Linked DNA regions of Mus musculus: region 2 is linked to region 1. The links are chromatin contacts, called in public promoter capture Hi-C maps. All regions are on one chromosome and are shown on one strand. Each heading gives the region's core, a stretch centred on a gene start, on an enhancer-like site or on the middle of the called end of the contact. The rest is flanking DNA. Distances are from core to core; before and after follow the strand shown. Region 1 holds the start of Abcd2 (ATP-binding cassette, sub-family D (ALD), member 2). Region 2 holds the start of Lrrk2 (leucine-rich repeat kinase 2).

What was found. Promoter capture Hi-C pulls out the DNA fragments that hold promoters and counts their contacts.
Region 2: a promoter capture Hi-C map of hippocampal neurons shows a contact between it and region 1, with 2.6 times the contacts expected there. The contact joins the promoter of Lrrk2 here to the promoter of Abcd2 in region 1. A contact is called at or near these places in 2 of 39 promoter capture datasets (hippocampal neurons and neutrophils), 1 of 484 Hi-C or Micro-C datasets (brown adipocytes) and 3 of 9 other capture datasets (adipose tissue, liver and pancreatic islet).

The regions. Positions count from the first base shown.
Region 1 is chr15:91,189,213-91,194,506 of GRCm38.p6, reverse strand. Abcd2 (ATP-binding cassette, sub-family D (ALD), member 2) reads left to right here and starts at 2,500. Exons shown (of 10, transcript NM_011994.3): 1 at 2,500-3,837. The coding sequence starts at 2,899.
Region 2 is chr15:91,670,906-91,676,199 of GRCm38.p6, reverse strand. Lrrk2 (leucine-rich repeat kinase 2) reads right to left here and starts at 2,976. Exons shown (of 51, transcript NM_025730.3): 1 at 2,763-2,976; 2 at 2,495-2,580. The coding sequence starts at 2,919.

The sequences.
Region 1 (5,294 bases), core at 1,251-3,750:
GACCAAAGTATGGGTGCTTTGGTCCTGCTTAGAAGAGGTAACAAAAAACTCACAGGAGCAAATATGGAGACAAAGTGTGAAACAGAGACTGAACAAAAGGCCATCCAGAGATTGCCCCACCTGGGGACCCATCCCATATACAGTCACCAAACGCAGACACTATTGTGGATACCAACAAGTGCTTGCTGACAGGATCCTGATATAACTGTTTCCTGAGAGGCTCTGCCAGAGCCTGACATATACAAAGGTGGATGCTCACAGCCAACCATTAAACTGACCACTGGGTCCCCAATGGAGGAGTTAGAGAAAGGACTGAAGGAGATGAAGGGGTTTGCAACTCCATAGGAAGAACAACAAAATCAACCAGGGACTAAACCACCAATCAAGGAGTACACATGAGGGACCCATGGCTCCAGCCACATATGTAGCAGAGGACTGCCTTGGTGGGCATCAATGGGAGAAGAGGCCCTTGGTCCTGTGTTAGCTGGAGTTCCCAGTGTAGGGGAATTTGAGGCGGGAGTGGGTGGGTGGAGACACACCCTCATAGAAACAGTTAGAGAAGGGATGGGATAGGGAGATTCTGGGGGGAAATTGGGAAAGGGGATAACATTTGAAATGTAGATAAATAAAATATCCAATTAAAAAAAAGAGTTCCACTTCCATATTTCCATGTCTTCTGGTGTTGTGTTGGTCCTGGTCCTGTTTAAGCAGCTATGCAGTTAAAAGGATCCTAGGTGAAGCTCCCCTGCTATTTCTAGGAGACATACTTTCACAGCAGATTTTCTGGTCCTCTGGCTCTTCCAGTCTTCCCACCACTCTACCCTGATGTTTCCTGGACCCTAGATGCAAGAGATGCGCTGCTGTAGATGTATTAATTGGCAGCCCAGGGAGTCTTATCAGCATTGCTTGAGTGTGCTAATATGACCAAATACCAAAGATATGTGTCATTTGTATGTTGGTACATCTGTTAAGTTGGATGCAAATAAAAGACCTCTGGATAACAAACAATTCTTAGATTTAATATATGTATGCCAAAGAGCTCAAAAGAATACTGTTTTTTAAAAATCATTCTTGGTAAAGGCAATTCTTTGACTCATGTCTAATGAACAATAACGATCACAAGACATTGGGGCACATATTCTAGCAGGGAGGTTTGCAGACTTCTATATACAATGTTTTTTTTTAAACAACTGACTATTTTATTTAATGTCTACACCCACTTCCCAGAATAGCATCGTTTCCATTTTACAGATAGAAGGCAAAGCTGAAGCACAGAGAGGACTAGTAACGAACACACAAGTGACCCGTTGTGATGTGACAATCACCATGTAGCTATCTTTCACTTCTTTAAATCAGGACAGATGTGGGGGTGTCAAAGTGCACTCCTGCCCTGGAACTACTATGGAGGATCAAAAGGGAGAGTCTGTGCATAATAAGGCCCAAGTATAAAATGATGCTTAGCTTAAGGGTCAAATAACACTAGCAGGTTAAAATAAGCCGTTCTACCTAACTGTGCTGGGCTCTGGCTTAAATGCACACCTTCAGGATAAGCCAGTCGTTGGAAAGACAGAAGAGAGGAGCAGAGAAAGGCTCTATCATGCAAAATCACCTTTGCCTTGCCTTCAAAAAAAGACCTTCAATTTATTAAAAATTATACAAAGTTTTGCTTGACTATTGATCCTTATGCCTTCCACTGGGAATGTGAATAATTTTTAAACTTTCTTGATTGTTGTCAAACAGCAAAAATGTTCATAGGAAGAAGCCAGCAGATTATCTCTGAGCCTAAAGAAAAACATGAAGAAAAAAAAAAAAAGTCTTGAAGAAATGCTTCCTAAAAATTGTTTTCCATCATAGGATCCCAGTTCGATTTCCCAGCTGATAAAATTCTTAAATTACCTCCAAACAAAAACAAACAAACAAACAAACAAAACACAAGGGAGATTTTTAAGTCACTTCGTAAGCAAATATTAATGTGTCAGATAACATTGCTAAACATAATCGTGGAGCAGAAAGAACTTTATTATCAGGACAAGTTAGTACCAAGGGATCTTGGGGAAGAACTCTGGGTGTAGCTCTGAGTGACTGTTTTCTGTAATACCCAAGCTCGCCTCCAGCTTATTTACAATAGCAGCCAATCTAATAGTTTCTGTGAATATCTGGGGAGAGTCGAAACAAGGGCGAAGGGCGGGAGTGAGGGGGGGGGGGGACAACATCTTCTGAACAAAACATTCTCAAGGATACATGTTTGCTATTTTGTCTTATGCCTCTCGCTGTTATCACTCTCTTGTCTGACTCCTTTCCCTGGGCCGGTTCCGTTAATCCTCTTGAGGCTCCTCCCTCCTCTCGCTGTTTCTTTCTCTCTGGGCTCATTAAAGCTGCTGCAATCCTTCCTTCCCTCTGCCTTCCCCTTTGTAGAAATCTTAGAGACGGGATGTATATTCTGAAACTTCTGAGGGTTTCTAAGTGCCGCTGAGCATGCTCAGTAGCTCTAAGGGAAGGTTTGTTCTCCAGCAGCTGACCTCATTCGACCTCTCCAGAAATAGATATTTAACTCTCTGAACTCCTGTTTAAGTATAGGATTTGTTTTGGCTCTCTCTTCGTTTTTAAGGTTCAAAGGGAAGAGGCCAGGAGTCCAGGGTCTCACCGCCCACGCAGCCAATGAGACGCCTGTGGGTGGAGCCTGGCCAGCTCTGGCTGCTGAGGGACTCGCCCCCGGAGGATGCGGTGGAGTTTGTGCTTTGCTGCATCCGTCACTGAAGAACAAAATAAGAGTAAAGGAGACAAGCTGCAGAGCATGGGAGGCTGTGGGGTCTTCTGAAACCTTTGCTGGGCTTTCCGCGGAGCATGAGCTTTTAAAACGAATTCTTTTCAAAGAAACCCATTTGTGTAGCTGGAAAAATGATACACATGCTAAATGCAGCAGCCTATCGGGTGAAATGGACCAGATCCGGTGCTGCTAAAAGGGCTGCCTGCCTGGTGGCTGCGGCATATGCTCTGAAAACCCTCTATCCCATCATTGGCAAGCGTTTAAAGCAGCCTGGCCACAGGAAGGCAAAAGCAGAAGCTTACTCGCCTGCAGAGAACAGAGAAATACTGCATTGCACGGAGATCATCTGTAAAAAACCTGCGCCGGGACTAAATGCAGCTTTTTTCAAACAGCTACTAGAACTTCGGAAAATCCTCTTTCCAAAACTTGTGACCACTGAAACGGGGTGGCTCTGCCTCCACTCGGTGGCTCTAATCTCAAGAACATTTCTCTCTATTTATGTGGCTGGTCTGGATGGGAAAATCGTGAAAAGCATCGTGGAAAAGAAGCCTCGGACTTTCATCATCAAATTAATCAAGTGGCTTATGATTGCTATCCCTGCTACCTTTGTCAACAGTGCTATCAGGTACCTGGAATGCAAACTGGCATTGGCCTTTAGAACTCGCTTAGTAGACCATGCCTATGAGACCTATTTCGCAAATCAGACTTATTATAAGGTGATAAATATGGATGGGAGGCTGGCAAACCCTGACCAGTCTCTTACCGAAGACATTATGATGTTCTCGCAATCTGTGGCTCACCTGTATTCCAACCTTACCAAACCTATTTTAGATGTCATTCTAACCTCCTATACTCTCATCCGGACAGCTACATCCAGAGGAGCAAGCCCTATAGGGCCCACCCTGTTAGCAGGACTTGTCGTGTATGCCACTGCTAAAGTACTGAAAGCTTGCTCGCCCAAATTTGGTTCGCTGGTGGCTGAAGAAGCCCACAGGAAAGGCTACCTGCGGTATGTCCACTCCCGAATCATAGCCAATGTAGAAGAAATTGCCTTCTACAGAGGACATAAGGTAAGACAGGCATTAAAGCAACGGGTGAAATGTGAGACTGTTCAGGCAGCCACTGCACTGCCAGATACCATCTGTTGTCTTGTTGACAGACCCACTTTCTGAGCATTTTACAGTCCCCGTGCCCCCCGCTCCACCCCCACCCGCCGTCCCCGTAGCTAAATCATGCTAAAATACATGAGCCCTTTAAATCGCCAGCCAGGAGAGAATGAAAGAGTCCAAACTTCTCTGAAGTTTCATGAGAATAAAATGTCTATTCTTTTTTAAGTAAGCGGTCTTCATAGCCTCTGTTACTCTAGTGTGACTGTAATGAATGAGCTCAAAGGCTTTTTCTTAAAACTTAAGTACTAACTTGGTGAAGGGTTCTGCACATTGTGAAGTCCATGCACTTTTAGGAACTGAGAGTAAACTTCTTTGGATTGAGAGGGAGATGTTGGAGTATCCTTTGTCGTTCTTTTGTGTTGGGGGATGGGGAGGGGGCGAGAACTGCTTTCAAAGAAAAAAACAGTTCAGACACTTTTGCAAGACTGATCAATGAGAGTGGTGTGCAGATGAGGAAATGTAGAGGAGTGTCTCACGAAATGGCCTTTACTTTTAACTTTGGCTGAGGACATAATTTTGACAGAGATAATTAAATTTTGCCTAGGAGAGGAGTAAAAACTAAGATTAGCGAGGACAGGAGTAGGAAGGAGCACCGCGGTGCTATTTTTAAATGGTACCGATCTTCAACAGTCGAATAATTAGCCCAGTTATGTAAAATCGTAGTGTCTTATAGTGGCTTCACAATGTTGAGTATGGTATAAATTGGGGGTGAGGACATCTGAAATACAATACCAATGGTTTGGCAAGATAGAGAGGAGTATTTTTAAATATATTTTAATTTCCAAGCAGAATGGCGTTCCCTTTAAAGCATCAAGAATTATCATTGTTTCTTTCTCAATCACAGAAGCAATCCGAAGGAAAAAAAATCTAAACTAATTTAGGACCTCTATTCCTACTTGGTATTTGCTATGTGTGCCGTGTCCTGATTTATTTATTTATTTTTTTTGTTTGTTTGTTTGAAACATTGAGCTCAGTGTAAATTAGTAGATTCTTCATTCAAAAGACAAAATCTGGGAAACTAAGCCAGTTCAAAACAGTATAATTATACACGTTGTGTTTGGTTTTGGTTATTTTTGGTGTTCTCAAGAGTGATATGGGTTTAACAAGGCTTACTTGTATCGTCATAAAATATTATTTAATTTTAACATCTTAAATTTTAAAATTTTAAAAGTATAAGTTTTTCCCTCCCTCCCTTTCTCTCCCTCTTTCTCCCTCCCTCTCTTTCTTTCTCTCTAACTGTTGAGAAGTATACCCAATGCCTTATTATGCTAGCAATGGGTAGCGTTCTGACACTGAGCTAGGCTCCTGTCTCACTCATGTGTATTTCAAACAATATTACATGTACCAGATAACATGTT
Region 2 (5,294 bases), core at 1,727-4,226, 480 kb before region 1:
ATGATGGAGATTTTGAAGACTCGAACATATTTGAGCCCTAGCTTTATTACAAGTATCCACAGGGACTACTCATTTTAACTAAATCAATATGAAGGAAAGACTCTGGTCAACTTTCTTCAAGTGCAATCAAATGTCAGTAAGAACCAATTAACATATGAGACAATCATCTATAAGATGGATCACAGGGCCCCCAATGGAGAAGCTAGAGAAAGCACCCAAGGAGCTGAAGGGGTCTTGCAACCCTATAGGTGAAACAACAATATGAACTAACCAGTACCCCCAGAACTACTGTCTCTAGCTGCATATGTAGCAGAAGATGGCCTAGTCGCCCATCACTGGGAAGAGAGGCCCCTTGGTATTGCAAACTTTATATGCCCCAGTACAGGGGAATGCCAGGGCCAAGAAGAAGGAGTGGGTGGGTAGGGGAGCAGGGTTGAGGGAGGGTATAGGGAACTTTCGGGGTAGCATTTGAAATGTATATAAAGAAAATATCTAATAAAGAACCGCAAAGAGAAAAAACAATTAACATAATATGCATAAAGCCCTTGCAAATAAACACATATAAAACACTGAAAGTACTGACTTTATTCTGCTAAATTATCAAACCAGAGGCTGTTCCTTTCCAATAGACTTTGCAGCTGCCCACTCCACAAGCTGGTAACAATATCTTAACCACTGCAGTTACTTGGGCATTTTCTAAAATCAAGAACTAGAATGTCTTGGTTGACTGGGTAGCTTACTGGTAGAGAGCTTGTCCGGTAGATGCAAATCCCTGTGTTTAATTCCCAGCACCAAAAATGCAGTGGAGGAGGAGGAGGGTGGAAAGAAGGAGGAGAAAATGGAGGAGGAGGAGAAGGAGAAGGAGGAAGAGAGAATGAAGAAGAAAAAGGGAGTGGAGTAGAAATGGATAAGGGGAATGAAAGAGGAAAGTTAGGGGGGAGACAGGGAAGAGAAAATTACAGTGTTTGGGGATATAGATCAGTAATCAAAGTAATTCCATTAGCAGATTTAAAGTCACAGATCTTGTCAGCACAGAGAAAGAAGGAGGAGAGACAGAGACAGAGCAAAGACAGACAGACACAAAAGGAAGAGATGAAAGGAGAAAGAGGTAAGCAATGGCTATATTCCAGATTCCCCTGGGCTCTCAGGTCTACCACTCCCTTCTGTGTTCAGTTGATTGAAAATCAGGGTCCAGTTTTTCCCAGTGGTACCAAGCAGGCGTGAGACTACCAAGTCTAGGTCTTGGCAGTGTAGGCAGCCAGAATTAGACACTTTTGAATATAAAGCAAGAAGGGTGATGTAGGTGGAGAACAGAAAGCACCTTCAAAATGATTCATATTCCGTGGGTAAAATTCAGACTCTTGGTGCTAAAAAGTACAGTATCTTTATCATACCTCCATCTTCCTCTTGATTTTTGTCTGATAACAACCTGAAAATGACTAGTCAGATAGGAAAGTTTCACAATTGGAAAAATAAAAATATTTACTGCAGATAAAAGTATGCTTTTCTAAAAGAAAATTAGAGCCAGGTATGGTGACATATACCTATAATTATAGCACTGGGGAGCCAGAGGCAGGAAAATGGCAAGTTCTAAGTAGTCTGGGTTATACTGTGAGAACTTGACAGGGTGGGAACAGAGGGAGAAAGAGGAGGAGGCAGGAGAGGAGGAGGAGGAGGAGGAGGAGAGAGAGAGAGAGAGAGAGAGAGAGAGAGAGAGAGAGAGAGAGAGAGAGAACTTGGAGACTAAGAAAAGTTTAGTCTCTAGAATGACTATGAAGGAGTATTCTATTCTTCCCGTGCCTCCAGAGTTCCCCGACAAATAACTCTCAGTATTTGGATGACAAAACTGATTTCAGTTCCCCAGATCGCAAACCTCTAAAGGAAGTTAGCACCTTCAGAAGTAATTCTGTCCTGACTGAAAGCCATTCTTACTTATCCGAGTCTGCTTTAAAATCACAGTTAATTACATAGCCTACTTCTGGACTTCCTGTGACACAGATCCAGACAGAAGTTCTACTTTTGTATCCACTTTGTATGATAACAGCCGCAAAGTAGAAATGTAAACACGGCAGGCGAGGGGGCATTCGGGAAACATCACTTTCTTTAGATACTGGGTGATATACACTGCAGGAAGAATCCTTGAAATGTGTCTTCTAATTTAAAAGTATAAAAGCAAACTGACCCTAGACTTGACTGTTTTATTACTGTTTTTTTAATTACCCTCCCTTGCTGGAAATATTCACTGCACTGCTCTACCAGAAACTCGCTGTATATTAAGGAGCATTCTTAGAATAGTTTGAAAGGTTAACGGACTCACCTTGCCAATAAGAGCCCTGTTTTCATTTTGCTGCTACCACCACCCAGATAATGTCAAAGGTGCTTCTCCTCTGCCAACATTTGACAAGATTTCCCCTCTTAAAGCAAATCTCAAGACCCCGGGACATAAGGCCTATCACAGAACAGTCTTCAGGAACAGATGGGAAGGCCCGCTTACCTGCTGTACACTGGCAACTCTCATGTAGGAGTCCAGGACAATCAACAGAGGCACGTGGAAATTTTTATCTTCAAATAACTTGGAGGCTGGAAAAGAAGGGGGCAAATGGGGGATGAAAACAAAGTCACAAACCACGGCATCCTGGCATCCTTTCAATCTTCCAGGGATCTCAGCTCCTTCCTCCCTGAAGGAAAGGAGTGGGGTGCCCAAGATTAAGACTCAAGTGCAGGATAAAGTTTGCAGAGGAGGGAGGGGCTGCAGGCATTACCGCGGTCCGAGTAGGTGAACACCAGCATGTCCTCCAGGAGCTGAAGCAACGTCTCGATCTGCTTGCCTTCCTGGACATTATTCAGCCTGACTATCAACTTCTTCAGAGCCTCCTCCTCCTCTTCCTCTTCGCAGCCCTGACAGGCGCCACTGGCCATGGTGCAGCCGGCGGGGACTGCGGCGAGCTGGGACGGCTCCTGCTCTCAGAGCTGCTCGGCCGCCTCCGCTGCAGGCCCAGCCCTCGGTCCCCAGCCGCGCCCAGACGGTGACGGCGACCGCCCCTGCCCAGTCTCAGCCCGGCCTGCCCAGCCGCATCGCGCCGCTGGGAACTCCGCCGGGGAAAAGCGAAAGCCGCCACCCCGCCACTAAGAATAGCAAAGGGGCGTTGGGAAAGGAGGACACCGCCCAGTTGGCCCCTTTCAGGAAAGCGGTTTCTTTTAAGAGTTCCCCCTATAGGGAGAGGAGTAATTTGCTCCCCAAAGAATGCAGCGTTTAACAATCAAAATCGGCCAGCTACATGGGCTTTAGGAGTTGTTTGCTTGTTGGTTATCCTGAGCTCTGGTTGTGGTTGCCAAAAGGCCTCTCTCTGTTTTGAGTTTGCAGGCAGGATCTGGGAGCTCTGATTCAGCTCTCAAGGATGGAACTCACAGCAGAGTCAGTGAAGCTAAGGTTGGAAGAAACAGTCTTTAAACGGCATTCTTGGTCTGAACTAGTTATTAGTACTGCTGCCCGGGCCTCTAAAGTTAAAAGGGGTATTCTGAAAGCCGGGGCAACTGCTAATTCCAGCACCTGGGAGGTGAAGACAAGAACCAAAGAAATCGGAGGCCATCCTTGCTTCATACAAGTTCAAGGCCAGCCTGGGCTATAAGAGCCTACCTAGAAAGAAGGAATGGGGGGAGGGGAGAAAGGGAAGGGAAAAGGAGAGGGAGGAAGAAGTAGAGGAAGAAGAGAGAGGGAGAGAGCAGGGGGAGAGGGGGAGGGGGAAGGAGAAGAGGTAAATGAAGAGTTGAAGCAGGAGAAGAAAGGGGAGGGGGCGGGGGAGAAGGGGACAGATCTGCAAGGCACAGTGCTAAAGCATCCCTGTGAAGAAGATGTTGCATCCCAAGAAGAAAGCAAAAGAAAATGCTCACGTAGTAAGGTTTTTCAAGAAGAGAAGTCTCTGGTACAGTGCTGTAGTCAAGGCTTGGATGTTCTATGGTCTCAGATGACCCAACCTCAAGGTTATTTACCCCGAAGGAGAATTAGAGCAGTTAATTTATTTCCTGGCTTCTAGTTCGTTAACATTCTGATAACAATTCACAAACGGATGAGGAGTTCTTTCCTGTCTGAGGAAATGTCTTTGGGATGGGTAAGAGGTGGAGGGGTTTGAGAGGCGGGTTGAGAGCCAAGACACAACTGAAGGTCAGGCTGAAAGTTTGTCCACACTCTGCACTTTCAGCAGAACAAGAAAGCAAGTTTCCATCAGCTTGGGTACTCACTGAGTGCTTCTTGTTGCCAAGGGTTTTCACCTTTGCGTGGTAGTAAAGTGCTAATATTTGCAAGGCTAGAATAGTTAGGATTTGCTTCCAAGTAACCCACGATTGAAGGGTGGGGTCAAAACGGGAAGAATTAGACATGAAATGAACTGGGAATTGTGGAAGGTAAGAGATGAATTCCTGGGGCATTGCTCCTCTCTGTGTGTAATTTTCCATAATGACAAAACTCTCAGCTGATGACATATATGAGACCTATATTACCTCTTCTATGCGCTTTCATGACATGAGGACCTCAGATTTTCTTTTCTTTTTTCCCCCGTATTTTATTTACTTCTTGTTAAAACACACACACACACACACACACACACACACACACACACACACACACACCAAAAACCTTGCCAGAAATTGAGACTTATGTCCCTTCAAAAGAAAATTCTAAGTGACACCGTGTTTCCAAAGTCCCCTTGTAGGACTATCATCCACCTGTAGGACTCCATACTCAGCAGGGCACCAAACAGGGTGTACTTTGAGCTCTCTGCTGGAAACATTTGCCAGAAGCCAGTACACCTTAGGGCAAAGTGTCCTTGAGTTTTAAATGTGATGAATTGATTGACTAAATTTCCAAGACTCATTAACTTCCCAGTTAACGAGAATGAAGATGATGGCTGCAGACAGAAGTTCATAACTAAGTAGTCAAAGAATAGTAAAATAACACTCAATGTTTACCTAACTTCTGAGGAAGAAAGAAATAAAACTGACATGGCCAACCACAGCAAACACCAAAACAAATTACAGATGGGTTAAAAAGCAAATAAAAAATAATTAGGAGGCACTGGATAGTAAACGTTATTTAGCCCAGCATTAAAAGCAAACGCAGTGACAGAAGACACACAACATTAACATTTGTGATTCATTAAAACTCAGATATTCTGCCATCAGAAGAAAGAAAAAGTAAACAAAAGGAAAATGGTAAATGGCTGGGGCTTTCATATGGAAGAACCAATTAACTTGAAGAGTTTTTAATATGTCACTGGAGAGACAGCAGCACCCCAACA